2 separate regions of the Muntiacus reevesi genome follow, and region 1 is linked to region 2. The links are chromatin contacts, called in public Hi-C maps. All regions are on one chromosome and are shown on one strand. Each heading gives the region's core, a stretch centred on a gene start, on an enhancer-like site or on the middle of the called end of the contact. The rest is flanking DNA. Distances are from core to core; before and after follow the strand shown. Region 1 holds the start of PTTG1 (PTTG1 regulator of sister chromatid separation, securin). Region 2 holds the start of TTC1 (tetratricopeptide repeat domain 1).

Region 1 (2,700 bases), core at 75-2,574, 390 kb before region 2:
GGGGTGAGATCCCTGACCCAGGAACCCCGACATGCCACAAAGCAACTAAGTCCATGTGCCACAAATATTGAGCCTGTGCTCTGGAGCCACAACTACTGAGCCCATGTGTCTCAACTGCTGAAGTCAGCATCCCCTAGAACCCATGCTCTGCAACAATGCAAGCTACTGCAATGAGAAGCCTGGGCATCACAAATAGAAAAGTATCCCCCACTCATCGCACCTAGAGAAAAGGCCAGGCAGCAACAAAGACCCAGTACATCCAAAAATAAATAAATAATTTTTTTTTAAAAGATACTGAACATAAAGAGACCCATAAGTACTTGGCAGTAAGAGTATTGGGTAAACTCGACTCCAACTGGGCTTCCCAGGTGGCGCTCCTGGTAAAGAACCCGCCTGGCAATACAGGAGATTTAAGAGACTCCGGTTTAATCCCTGGATCATAAAGATCCCCTGGAGAAGGGCATGGCGACCCACGCCAGTATTCTTGCCTGGAGAAGTCCATGGACAGAAGAGCCTGCCCGGCTACACAGTCCACAGGGCCGCAAAAAGTCGGAGACGACTGAAGCGACTTAGCACGGACGACTCCAACTGCCCACAAAGTATATTTGGGCCTCCCCCAGCTCCAAGCACACCCACCACTGATTCACAATACCTGTGTACCTGAGAGCCGCCTGTATACTTACAAGGTGCAGACCCCAGCTTCAGCCCTTCCTTAGGAGCCACATGGATGCCTGGTTCTCCATTTTCCTTATCAACATAGATCAGAGTAGCCATTCTGGATCAACTAGAGGTGTGAAACACTCATTAAACCTTGGGAGTTAGGAAGATGAAAGAAGCTAAAGTGTAGCACTGACCCAACTTTCTACCCTGGGGACGTCTACGCAAAAACAGGAGCTAAGCAGAGGTAGAAGCCGGATCTTGAGCCAACAAGCATTTAATCCAGTTCTTAAATCTTGACGCCTGCGTCAGGGGCCTTAAGTTCCTGAAAAGCTGGCGGTCTGGGACTGGCACAGGCCCTGGTACTCATTGGAACCAAACTGACGTGGGTCGCACACGCAGCTCAAGACCGTGGCTCAAGCCAGGTGAGCGCGTCTGACGTTCCAGGAAAGTCCCAGCCCCCAAACCCCAGGCCCCGGCTCCCAGACACCCGGACCCCGGTTCCCAGGACCCAGAGCCCCCACACATAAAGCCTACTCCCGCTTCCTACGCCGCTGGACCGTGCCCGACTAACCACTCGGTACCGCTCGGTTCACCCACGTTCGGAGTAACAGCCAAACTCTCTCAAGACACGGCTCCAGCGGCCGCGCCAGACTCCGCGTTTAAACCACAACTTACGTCCCTATTGGTTCATCCATCCAGGAGGCGGGACAGGGGCGGGGCGGAGGCTCCGGAAGAACCAATGGGAGGAACGTACGCTCCCTGGGCTCCGCCCTGAAAGCTTTTCCCCGCAAGTTCGTCGTTTGTTCCCCGGGAGGAAAAAAAATCAAACCCGCTCACAACTTGGTCGTGGATGTCTATTAATGGTTGTTTTTAAATCTCCCCCCCAGAGAGATAGAGGAGAGTAAATACGGTCTTTAATTCCAAGAAAGTTATTATTAATGTTATAACAAGATACAGAGTTGGCTTTTGCAATTTTCTGTTTTTTTCCTGAGACACTTTGATGTGTCCAAAGTCAAAGTCATTTGACTTTGGACAATACAGTCCATGGAATTCTCCAGGCCAGGATAGCCTTTCCCTTCTCCAGGAGATATTCCCAAACCAGGGATCGAACCAAGGTGTCCCTCGTTTTGAATTGATTCCTTTATCTTGTTTGATATATTTCCATTTACCATAGAAGGGCTTCCCTTGAGGCTCAGCTGGTAAAGAATCCGCCTGCAATGCAAGAGACCTGGGTTCGGTCCCTGGGTTGGGAAATCCCCTGGAGGACGGAAAGGCTACCCACTTCAGTATTCTGACCTGGAGAATTCCATGGACTATAGGGTCGCAAAGAGTCAGACACGACTGAGCGACTTTCACTTTCACTTTACCATAGAAAGGGCTTCCCTTGTGGCTCCAGCTGGTAAAGAGTCCACCTGCAATGCGGGACACCTGGGTTCCATCCCTGGATTGGGAAGATCCCCTGGAGAAGAAAAAAGCTACCCACTCCAGTATTCTGGCCTGGAGAATTCCATGGACTATCCATGGGGTTGCAAAGAGTTGGACAGGACCGAGCCACTATCACTTCACTTCGCCATAGAAAGAAAAAGGTCATCAACTTTTTAAACCACAATTTCATTGTGCTTTAATTTCATTGCAGGTGGATTTACCAGCTGAGCCACAAGGGAAACCCTTCTATGGTAAATGGAAATATATTAAACAATATAAAGGAATCAATTCAAAAGACCAAGGATGATCTGTGTCATCTAAACTCTACTCCCAACAGGTCACCAAATACTTTTTAACTTAGCGGGTAAGTTGGGAGGGAGGAGTTAAGCCTACATTACTCTTTCACAAAAGCCTTAGCACTACCTGGCATAGATATGGTTCGAAATATATGCCAGTTCATTGTCCCTTCTTCCCTGGCATTTCAGGGCCAAAACATTGAATGACTCATTCATTCAATAAATATTTATTAAACGTTAGTCACTGTGCTAGACATCAAGAAGAAAAGAGGGGGAGAAAGTGTGTATGTTTTTACTCTTTCCATATCCTCTTTTATCC
Region 2 (2,700 bases), core at 177-2,676:
AATCTTGTCCACTCCTGGCTCCTCCGTCTCAAATGAGGCACTGGCGTCATGAAAGCACTCCTCCTCTCCCTGGTCCTCCTGGGGCTGGGCCTCGACATCCTTGAGCAGCTCGCTCCGGGAATGATGCTCTTTGGCACTAGATACTGGAGGGTTAACACACTCTGCTTCCTGGGGATCTGTAACTTTCAAACCAGTGAACAGATCCTCTGGAACCCTACAGTTCTCTGACTTATCCCCCATGCTGAATCAGTGAGGGAGGTGAAGCTGAAACTGCAAAAGAGAAAATAGGTTAGGTAATGCTATCTACCTGCCTATTCAATTCTAACTATCACATTTAAACAAACTTCTGCATCAAAATTCAAATCACATCCTAACTTATTTTCATTGATTCAATTATAAAGCCATATATAAAGGCTTTCATAAGCCCACAAATAATGCCAAATGTAATTATAACTGCTACCCTTTTCAAAACTTCTTACAAGCCAATAAGAGACACCGATTTTAATGTGATTCCTCCATCTTCTACTGCTCCCAGTTTTTCAAGGTTGCAAAAAAATGGCAGAAGCGAAAACAATGGCAAGAAAAACAACGCGTTTCTAATTTTTATTCAGAATGAACAACCAGGTCGTAAATAAGAGACTGTGACCTGTCTTCCCAGCATCACCGTACGAAGTTCAAAAATAAGTTTCTGGTAGAGCTCAACATACAATCCGTGCCAACAGAGCAATCATCAACTTCACCCACTTGCATGTGATACAGCCCACGCAGGTTACAGTGGAAGAGAGGCCTTGGCTCAGGTAGCCCTAATCAGGATTCCCGAAGGAGTCGGAATTAGCCATGAAAAGCGTGGTTCTTAACCCTGTATGCACAACGTTAACACTCGAAACGCTTTAGCAAGTATTGTTGACCAGATTATATACTCCACAGATTCTGATTTACTGGTCTGGCGTGGAGCCAGAGCATCTGTAGTTTTTAAAACGGCATCCCAGGTGACTTTCAGGTGCAGCCAATTGAGAACTAGTGCTGTAGAAGCTGAGTCAGACCGTCAGCAGCGCCACTCCTCCGGTCGCAGTAAAATCACGCCAAAGACCCTTGGGTTGCGGCAGAACCCGAATTCGCCCCTATCTCGTCCCAAGAAAACTTAAAACAGTACGATTTTAATACGGAGACTGTGCCTCCACAGCAACGTTTTGTTTTTCCCCGCTCCCAGGACTAGTATAAGAACGAAGGGTCTGAGGCTCCTGAGTTAAGGAGGGCCACCCCCACACTTTCCAAACGTTCCTCCCCTGGCTGTGTCCCTCACCGCCAAGACTACAGACTCATGTGGCTACTCACAGCTTCACAGTTCCTCTCGTCCTCACCTTCCTCGCCTCAGAGATCTCTACTTCCGCTCAGTCAGGTGCTCTTCCGTCGGCGCCGGTGAATAGCGTCACCGTTGGCAAAGCATCCTGGGAAATGTTGTAAAACCTCAGTGAGAGGGTGCGGCATTGTCGCTCTATGACGTCATTGTACGGACTGAAAATGAGAGATGGTTGCCATCTTGGGTTACGGCAAGACTCCGCGATACTGGGCTCTGGAGGAAAAAAGGAAGAGAAAGGCTGTTTCTATGGTGTTCCTTTTACTCCTCTCCTCTGACCTCTCTCATGCCAGCTGTGCTGTGTACAGAAGAGTCCTGAAGCATGAACTTTGTTAAAAATTAGTTTTCCCTACAGTGTTTCTCAAAGTGTATTTTTGTCGAAAGGGGTCTACAGCTAGATCAAAACAGTGTTGATAAGTTGTTAATGCCCTCTCCATCCTCCTCTCATGAATATACAATGAATTTTCCCAGAGGATATGTGTCCTGTGATAGCGCAATGGATTGAACCCAGGAGCGACGAGAATCCAGATGTCTTTTATTAAGCCAGAGATTTGCAAAAATGTAGGACAATGCCACTCTTCACTGTATATACATTTTTTGTTTTGGAAAACTTAGTTATCTATAGAAAGATTATTTATGTTAGCATATAATGGGTGTATTGTTTTAAGTTAATTAATAAACTAATATTACAATATTTTCAGTTATACGTAGAACCCACATAAAAGCTTTCCGTGGTCCTCAATAATATTCGAGAGTGTTAAGCAGTCCTGGAACCAAAAGCGAACTGTTGGCTTATACATTCATTAAAGAAATGTTTCAGTTCAGTTGCTCAGTCGTGTCCGACTCTTTGTGACCCCGTGAATCGCAGCAAGCCAAGCCTCCCTGTCTGTCACTAACTCCCAGAGTTTACTCAAACTCCTGTCGATCGAGTCGGTGATGCCATCCAGCCATCTCATCCTCTGTCGTCCCCTTCTCCTTCTGCCCCCAACCCTTCCCAGCATCAGGGTCTTTCCCAATGTTTCACTTCAGTTCAGTTCAGTCGCTCAGTCGTGTCGGCTCTTTGCGACCCCATGAATCGCAGCACGCCAGGCCTCCCTGTCCATCACCAATGTTTACTGAATGTTAATTAGACCCCAAGCATTGCCCGCTAGTAATACAGAACTGAGATATTCCTTTAAGGTAGCCAGATACATAACCAATGATAACAACAGAATATTGTTGTTTTCTATAATTCACAGAACCTACTGCAGAGTAAGCTGGAAGTGACCTTTTCAAGAAGGGTATCACATTTGCTTTTTGAATTTATGTCTGAATGAGGTTATACATACAGTTATGTTTTTGAG

Evidence for each region. A called contact is a pair of places that touch in the nucleus more often than the background predicts.
Region 1: a contact with region 2 is called in a Hi-C map of blood, with 4 times the contacts expected there. The contact joins the promoter of PTTG1 here to the promoter of TTC1 in region 2. A contact is called at or near these places in 2 of 3 Hi-C or Micro-C datasets (blood and muscle).

What each region holds. Positions count from the first base shown.
Region 1 is chr1:249,200,241-249,202,940 of mMunRee1.1, reverse strand. PTTG1 (PTTG1 regulator of sister chromatid separation, securin) reads right to left here and starts at 1,324. Exons shown (of 6, transcript XM_065936411.1): 1 at 1,258-1,324; 2 at 684-784. The coding sequence starts at 774.
Region 2 is chr1:248,807,789-248,810,488 of mMunRee1.1, reverse strand. TTC1 (tetratricopeptide repeat domain 1) reads right to left here and starts at 1,426. Exons shown (of 8, transcript XM_065919029.1): 1 at 1,336-1,426; 2 at 1-270. The coding sequence starts at 240.